Regions from separate parts of the Zea mays genome. Here all the other regions are linked to region 3. The links are chromatin contacts, called in public Hi-C maps. All regions are on one chromosome and are shown on one strand. The core of a region is the stretch at or near the end of the contact, and the rest is flanking DNA. Distances in the headings are between cores, read along the strand shown. Region 1 holds the start of LOC107161152. Region 2 holds the start of LOC100383355. Region 3 holds the start of LOC103648264 (putative EDM2-like family protein).

The links. Hi-C and Micro-C count contacts between places; a contact is called where the count stands out from the background.
Region 1: a contact with region 3 is called in a Hi-C map of ear, with 4 times the contacts expected there. The contact joins the promoter of LOC107161152 here to the promoter of LOC103648264 in region 3. A contact is called at or near these places in 7 of 25 Hi-C or Micro-C datasets (bundle sheath, ear, leaf and 3 more) and 1 of 3 datasets of contacts at active chromatin or transcription factors (leaf).
Region 2: a Hi-C map of ear shows a contact between it and region 3, with 2.6 times the contacts expected there. The contact joins the promoter of LOC100383355 here to the promoter of LOC103648264 in region 3. A contact is called at or near these places in 6 of 25 Hi-C or Micro-C datasets (bundle sheath, ear and leaf).

The regions. Positions count from the first base shown.
Region 1 is chr2:240,487,107-240,489,947 of Zm-B73-REFERENCE-NAM-5.0, forward strand. LOC107161152 reads left to right here and starts at 1,295. Exons shown (of 1, transcript NM_001319219.1): 1 at 1,295-2,841. The coding sequence starts at 1,539.
Region 2 is chr2:240,450,597-240,453,513 of Zm-B73-REFERENCE-NAM-5.0, forward strand. LOC100383355 reads right to left here and starts at 1,464. Exons shown (of 5, transcript NM_001176011.1): 1 at 1-1,464. LOC100191926 reads left to right here and starts at 2,193. Exons shown (of 7, transcript NM_001359564.1): 1 at 2,193-2,530; 2 at 2,639-2,685; 3 at 2,906-2,917. The coding sequence starts at 2,360.
Region 3 is chr2:240,628,255-240,631,215 of Zm-B73-REFERENCE-NAM-5.0, forward strand. It overlaps LOC103648264 (putative EDM2-like family protein), which reads left to right and starts at 1,685. Exons shown (of 12, transcript XM_008672753.3): 1 at 1,685-2,086.

The DNA.
Region 1 (2,841 bases), core at 45-2,544, 140 kb before region 3:
ATAATATTAATTAAACATTAAGAATCTTCGTCATTCGAAGCATTATCTTATTTTGAAGATAATAGTTCTTGGACAAAGGTGATAGTGGGTATGTAATTTCGCCTCCAATCAATCCTTCGTTGAAGGTTGTTCATAAGTGAAAGTTTATAATATGACAAAGGTGTTCATGTTAAAATGGTGAGTAAATGATAAGAGATTAACTCTTCCTTTCTTTTATTTATATATGTTATAAGATCATACTTTGAATAATACAAAAACAAATGAATACATTTGTATCTTCGGCTCCGTGCGAAGGGAAATAGAAGAATACCTTTATGAGAATGAATAACTGAGATTGCACTTTGGACTTTCTCTAATTACTCTCTTCAATGATCACGTGAATAATATATGTTACTGTTCATCTATTTATAGACATGTGACACAGTTCAGACGAAATTACAATTGTGTCCTTGATAACTATAAATTTATTCTAATTTAAACACTAAGGATAAAGTTGTGTTTCTACTCTTGATCTGGTTTATTGCGAGAACATCAGAATCAGTGGCGGAGGCATAGCCCGGCTAGCCCGGGCACTACGGTCCAGTAAATATGGCCCAAAACGTTGCCTGACAGCCATCGTCCGTCTACAGCTCGCGGCACGAAACATGAAGGAGGAAAGGGCGATCGAACACACGAAGTAAAGCAGCCATCCGAACCCTAACACGGTGAGGAGCTTCCCATTTCTGTGGATGATCGGGCAAGACCGAGCATCTGGCGAGTTCGTCAACTCGAGGGTGCTCAGAGACATCCGCAGGCAGCCCCGTTCTTCAGCTGCTTGGGGGCTGAGGCGGGGAACCAGGTGAGAGTCAGATACTTGTATCCATGACTGATCGGACGCTGATCTCTGACTCTGACTATACAAGGCTGGAAATCTTGTAGCGAGATCGTCCTCCCCGTGGCATGCATCATAGCAGAAAGCAGTAGAACTGCCGTCATGAACTGAACAGCTAGCTTGTGATGGATCGGTAGAGGGGCAGCAGAGTGTGGATCGTTTCCCAGTGGTCACCGGACACACTACCATGAAGAGTTGCCATGCACACGTGCTCGCGTATCCAGCGAGCCCAGGCCAGGAGGAGTGCTCTGAAGTGAACAACCTGTGCAGCAAACTAAGAATGAGGCAGTTGTTCTTTGATTTCAAATCCTCGACTCCGTGGCCACCATGCATGTTCTACCATCAACTACTTTTGCTTCGAAGGCAGGAGACATATCGTGTTTAATTTTCGACAATCCGAGTTGTTAGTACGATCTATGAATCGAAGATTGAAATCCACGTTTTTTTTACCGCACCCGTAACTAACCTGGGCCCAGTGCCCAGAGACGCTCAACTATCCCTTTTGGCCGTGGGACCCACAGCCAGCCACCTGACCGAGGATTCCATCCCAAACGACTTTCTGTTTTTCTCTGTTCCCAACGAGGACGAACAACACCTCCCCACTTGCACAGTTGCACTGCTCCAGCCCAGCGCCAGGCGTCACCCTGCGCTGCGCTGCGCGAAGGAGATGCCGGCGGACGGGGGCGCTGTGGCGGGGGCGCCATGCGGGGCGTGCAGGACGCTCCGGTGCAGATGCGTGCCGCGCTGCGTCTTCGCGGCCTACTTCTCGGCGGAGGAGTTCGCCGCCGTGCACGGCGTCTTCGGCGCCAGCAACGTGTCCAAGATGCCCGAGGACATCGGACTCCCCGAGCAGAGGCGGCTCGCCGTGGACACGCTCGTCGAAGAGGCCAGGGCGTGGGCGCGGGACCCCACCTTCGACCGCGTCTCCTACCTCTGCATCCTCCAGGACCAGGAGGTGAACGACAAGTACAGGGAGCAGGTCGACGATGCGCGGGAGGAGTTCGACGCCGAGGTCGCGTCCGAGCCGGTCGACGTTGCTGCCGCAGGGCTGGAGGCGCAGGCGCAGGCGCAGGTCGACGCCGCGCTGCAGCACGAGCAGGACTACAGGCTGCTGGGCGGTTGGGGGGCGACGACGGGCGAGCAGCAGCACCTTGTGACGCAAGACGCCGAGAATGAGCACGGCATCATCCTTGGGCACGGCCACCCGGCCGAGCTATCCCAGGAGATTCTGCAGCTGCAGGAGTTGTTGGATATGGCAGAGCTCTCCAGAAACAGAAAGCAGCAGATCATCCAGAAAACAGAGATGGGGCAGTACTGGGACGCGGCGGCGGGGGGCGCGAGGGAACATGACCTACTGACGATGATGCAGCAGGCCCCGGCCGCTGCGTGGCAGCACCAATACCCCGCCCCGCAGTATGCCGGGATTCGTGGCGGGCCTGGCGGCCACCAGGAGATGCCGCAGCCGATGGAGGAAGCCTGCACGGCGGAGTTTGCTACGGGGATGGGCATCATGTCGCAGCAATTCGCCTCGGCGCAGCCGTACCACGACCACGACCCTGCGGCGGTGCCCCACGCGTCGCCATGGCTCCAGCGTATGCCTGAGGCGCAGCAGCCGGCTGCCGCGTCGCAGGTGGCGAGCGAGCAGGACATGCTGCTGTTGCTGCTACTGCAGCAGCATCAGGTCGCGGCGGCGGGGTTGATGTCCGCGGGCGGCGCTCGTCAGTTGGATAACGTCGCCGCACAATACGATGACACGGAGGTCGCACTGGGGTACGGGTACGGCCATCCGGACATGCACCAGCACCAGCACCAGCAGGTGGCCGCCGCGGGGCAGGTTGCCGGAGTGGATGACGACATGAACCCCCGGGAGATGACGCAGCAGCAGCACGCTCAGCAAGGGCTCGACATCGCCCTTGGAAACGGCCACCTGGACGGCGAAACCGAGGCGATGCTGCAGGAGTTGGCCGCCC
Region 2 (2,917 bases), core at 214-2,713, 180 kb before region 3:
AAAGAAAAGAAAGAAACTGATATCTATTGAGGGCTATAAAAGAGCATTGGTTCTCTACTTCTCATACACTACACCTTATTTCTGCAATTGTAGCACAGCACCTGCGGTTTGCAAGGCACCAACAAAGCAAGACACGCTGCGCTGCTCTGAAAGTTAGTTGGAATGATGCGTCCTTTTGTTGGCTTCGGAACCCCGACAGTAATAAGAAAGTTGCTTGTGTTGTGGGCCTGCGGCAAATGAAAAACCACAGTGATAAGAATAACATGAATTCGAATTTGGTTGCACGTGCAATGGGAATGAATGCCCATTCAATCATGGGGCTGCCCGTACGTGTTTAGCGCGTTCCAAGGAGTGACGGTGGGAAGGGGAGGGAAAACAGGGAAGCCCATGGACATGGTGTTCGAATCTGCCATGAAGTCCCCGTCGGGCAGTCGGGGGGCATGGCTAAAGAAGCTGACCCCGATGATTATTACCGCTAGATTTCTCTGGTCTACTTTCAGAGATTCTGTGGTGGTTACAGATAACCTAGTCAATAATCACTGATCACTAAAGCTGTGATATTTATTTTAGAAAAGCAGCACCTCCGAGAAACAAAGACACAAAGAGTATTTTATAAGCAGAAGAACTTCTTCTTAAGGAAATACACGTTCTCGGGCATGTTATTAGCGTACCCTAACGGAAGTTGACTCTACAATTTATAATTCCTTTACTGATTTGCAGAATTCAGTACATAATGTGCTCAGAAGCGCACTTAACCACAACACGGCAAGGTTAAACTTCAAATATAATCATGCGTGCGTGTAACTTAATGATTGTTAGACGCAAAATCTATGTTAGATAGTACAAAATAAAAAAACAAAAGGAGATACAGTCAAGCTCCAGAATCCAGATCGGGGCCAATGCTTACGCTGGTCAAACCCAGAAATGACGACCAAATCTGAATAAATAGCCACAGCGCAGACGTGAATGAATCTTACAAAACGAAAACAGATCGAGCAAAGAGAGATCTACTACCTTCCACGCGGAAAGAAATCCATAAGCGAGGAAGAACAGGACGTAGGTACCTGTGACTGCGACCGAGAGCGAGCGAGGAAGAGGAAGCGCACGTCAAATCGAGGGAAGGAGGCAGTCGCCCGCCCCAGGATTGGATTGGTGTGGAGTTGGCCTGGGCTAGAAGTAGAACCCTAATAAATCCCAGCGGCGGCGCAGACGAGATGTAGATATTTCCCTGGTTCGCGCGACAGGCGGGACCCGTTGTCGCCGTCACTCTCCGCTCTCTCCGTGCCCGCTGCCTCCCCGACGGGCGCCTCGCCGCGACGCTGCGCAGGACTCCCATGATCTCCACGTCGCCACGCTCTCGTCGCTCTAGCGTGCTGCCTCGGATCGCAACGCCCGTATCTCCACCATCTCCTCCTCTGGCGGTGTCGACGTGAGAGGTGGGTTCCCTGTCGGTGATGGGGGTTGGGGCGACGTTGGAGATGGGATGGAGAGGAGCTCCTTTGTGGCACAGAGGGCGGGTCTATCGTCGTGAGCCCGTGAGATTTGGGGGGCTGGTGGGTGAAGGGGGAGAGCGGCGTGGGGATCGCAGTTGGAGCAGGGGTTGGCTGTGGGGGCGGCACGAGGTCCATGGACGGGGACGATCCATGGACGGCCGAACGGACGGTCGAGATCACTGGACGGCAGAACGGCAGGCTACCTTTGGAGCCTTAATATGTAGTAAAGATTTTCTAAATGTTTAGAAATCTAGCTTCATGACTTTATAGAGATCGTAATGATATATTCTAACAACTCTACCAAATTTTCTGAAGCTAGATTTGTTCCAAACATTTATCAAGTGTCAAAAGAAATCATAAGCGGACCGAACCGTTCTTTGACCACCGGCTCTTGACGGCTGAGGGCTGACAGTGTCGCCGTTCTCGAGGCCTCCCAGTCCCCTCCTGTCTGGCTGTCTTGGCACCAGCGGGCTAGATGTACCCACCATGTCAGCGTCACGGACCGCGTAAAATACCAGCGGGCCCACCCGTCAGCCGCGGACGGACGAGGCGGGGCCGTTTCCTCGCCTTTTCCCTTGCCGTGGACGCGTGCCGCGGTCGTCGCCGGCCGCGGGAGGAGATCGATTCCACGCGGCGGACTTGGTCTACAGTCTACTAATCTATTCTCTATCTCTAGCAGTGGTACCATTTGGCGGCGATCGCCGTGCTATTGCTTGGGCCTTGGACTGAGTAGGTTTGGAGGTAGCGATACGAGACACTCGCCCCCGATTCCCCTCCCGTTGCCGAAGCCTGTGTTGCAGGGATCGTTCGCGGAAGCGGTTTTTGATCGGAGAGAGAGAAAGAGAGAGCGAGGGAGGGAGGTGGGGATGGACGCGGCGGCAGCGGCGGCGGCGCAGATGGAGAGGCACTCGTCGGCGGCGGCGCAGATGGAGAGGCACTCGTCGGCGGCGGCCTTCGTGGAGGGCGGCGTTCAGGACGGCTGCGATGACACCTGCAGCATCTGCCTCGAGACCTTCTCCGACAGTGACCCCTCCGCGGTACGTGCTCCCGTGATGAGATGAGATGAGATGAGATGAGATGAACCACCACCTCCTTGCGCGTGCGGCTTCTTGAACCTCTTCTTCTTCTTCTTGTTCCATCACCAGGTGACCAGCTGCAAGCACGAGTTCCACCTCCAGTGCATCCTCGAGTGGTGAGGACTCGCTCTGTCTGTCTGACTGTTATTGCTTCCTGCTGTTCCTGTTTCTCCGTGTTTGTTTTCGTTTCCGCGCAGTTGTTCTATCGATCCGTGCTGAATGCGATGCGCGGCAGCTAGTCTGAATCCCTCGCAAGATCTGCTCTGAATCACCCGTTTGCTTGGCTTGATACTACCTCTGACTCTCTGAGCATCGTGATTGTATTGGATCCTACAGGTGCCAGAGGAG
Region 3 (2,961 bases), core at 435-2,934:
GATGTTTCACAGCATGTGTGCACCATCGTTTTCACCGTCGTCGGACGTCCCGTTCGTCTTCCTGGCCTTAGCCCTGTTCTTCCTCCCCAACCTACTGCCCCTGCCCACAGTCACAGTCGCGAGCCGACTGATGCTCGTCGACGCGGGTACGGGGTGAGTCCTCTTGGCCTTTCTTCGGTGCGTGTCGCCGAGGAGGACACGGTGGCGCTTGCCACGCTTAGGTTATGTTGGTGATGAGTAGACCAGGTCTAAGATATTGGACAACCAAGGCCCGTAGCGCGACAGTAGTCGGCATATGCTACAGAGTTGGTGATGGTGTTGTGTCGCATCGGCGGGTCCAGGGTTGGGAAGACAGTCACATTCTCCCACCCTTCTCAAACTGAAGCTTGGTGCGGGTGCCTCTTGGTTTGGAGCTGCTCCGGCTGGGCTTCTTTCTTTGTTTGCTTACTCTCTCCCTATATGTATCTAGCAGTTACTATATATGTCGCCTCCAGATGCCCAGGTCTTCGTCGTGTCCTTCTCCGGCAACGAACATATATGTCTACCTCTTGCCTTCCCTTCCTGCTCTACGAAACCTTAGAAGTGGTGGAGGCGAGGGATGTGGGTCCCTGGTTTGCTGCCTATGGTACTCGTTCAATGGCTCGGCGTCACCTGTCTACATGCCCTTTCCCTTACCGGTGTCAAGTCGGTATGCTTCTACCACTTCTATGTACCTGTTACCCATCCTTCTATCATTGCCGAAATTATTGTGTTGTTCCTTTGTTGTTTTGGTGTTAGTTTTTTGTTGTGCTAAGGACTGAACATAACTTGGATGTGTTAATACTTTATTTATTGTCTGCACATGGTTTGTGTTCTTCTGATGATGGCTCATGGATCCTGCAAAATATGTGTTATGATTTGGAGATCTATGCGGGCACTACCACAGGATGCTCGTCCCTTGTGTTCTTGGCTCTTGCATGCATTAGGTCGTTTCTGAGACAACATTAACCCAATGGACTCCATGATGTTTGAGGTTGCTGAATTGGATGAAGCAGCAATGATTTATCACGTTATCAATAAAAGAAAAAGTTATTTGTTGGTTTTAAATGTTAGTCATTGCTACGAAGTAACATGATTTGTATGGAGCGCATCTAGCTTTTATTGATGTCTGACTTTAGCAACCACTTCATATTTTGATCTATCTTTTTATAAGTTTGAGTTCATGTGACTTATTTTAGAAATTTGAGCTCACAAACTTCCTCTTATTTGGTCTCTGTATGGTGGAATTATGTCATTTTATAATTTCTGTTCGTTCAGTCAGTCGTTGTGAACTCTCTTCTAATCGCTCCCTTTATTGGTCGTATTGTACCAAGACATATTGGATGTAGTAAACAACAACATCAGTTAGTTAAATTTAAAAAAATATGTAGAGAGCGGAGACAATCAATAAAAAATTTGAGATTTTTTTGGTTGATAGTTTACGTGGATATTGTTGTGAGCCGTCGTAACGCACGGGTAACCGACTAGTTCGTTTTGGATGGATTGGTCTATTCCTTGTTTTGCTTCAAGCGGAATAAAACAATCTGGTTTAGAATCCGGTCCATGTGTTCTTTTTACCCGAATCAAGAATAAATCTGTATGATTTTGACCCACACCTGGATGGATTCCTGGCTATAGCTAGGAATGAGTGATCCACTGGGTCCCGGGCTGGTTGGCTTGGTGGCCTGGCTTTGATTCGGGTTTGCGGAACGGGGCTTTAGGGCCTCAACCATGTAAGGACTTATTCAGTTATTCCCATTATATATGGATTAGATGAAATTAGAAAAAATTTAAAAGAACTTTAACTTAATTGGAATTTAAACACATCTAATTCCATTCAATCGGAATAAGCCTAATACGGTTACTGTAACACAAACGGCCTATCAAAAGGGCCTAAACCACGTAGTACGGTTACTGTAACTCCAAAACCTCCCTGCCTTCTCTCCTTCCATCACCGCAACTCCAAAGCCTCTTATCGTCTTCTTCCATCGCCGAACGACGACTGGGCCCGCTGTCGCTGCCGCCGCCGCCCTACTTCGCCACCTTCGCCGGCGACGGGCACCACCAGGTATGCCCCCCCCCCCCCCGGTCTTCCCTTCCTGCTGCGCGAAGCCGTGCGCCCAAACCGTAACGTAATCCGTTGATACGTCCTCCCCTTGGTCCTCACTTCTTGCTGTGCGAAACCGTGCGCCTAAACCCTAACGTACCTTTTGTATCCGGATCTGAATCTAGTTACAAGTGTATATGCATGCAGTATGCCTACTAACCTCGATTTCTTTGAAAAAAAATCGGGTGTCCTGCATTCAAGGGCGGCGTTAAATATTTTTAGACAATGGAAAAAATTCAGTTCCAGCCTTTTACAGTTGCTTGTATACGGCCTTACAAAACAGTCCATACAAATCTTGAACGAACTAGAAGTGGTATAGAAAGAAAGCCTGAGATTTGTGTGGACTGTTTTGTAACATTTTTATCCCACAATTAAGTCAGAACGTCTCTTTCGTGTGGACTGCATTTGCATTAGTGATTGTGTGGCGTTAAATATAGTCAATTTTATCCCACAATTAAGTCAGAACGTCTGTTTCGTGTTACTTCTTGTGCAACATTTTTATTTAGTGGTAATTTCATGTGGAGCGTCTGCAAACTTAGACCACTAAGGGCTGGGCCGGCTGGTTGATTCTGAATTCCCCCAAATCTTTCACCCCCCTCATTGCCAGTAGTTTGATGGAGGTTGTGTAGGAATTTTTCACCCCTCACGAGCTTCTAGCTTATCGGTTTGTCTTATCGGCTTATCGCTTAAATTCTTTATTGTAAGTCTGTAGTTGCAGCCGAGCAGTTGGAGTGTTAAATATTTGATGTATTGCCATGAGATGTCAAATACTCAAACTACAATATCAAATTAGTGGGAAACTGTGTATTAACTTTTGGGTGATGACTGCTTTGTTA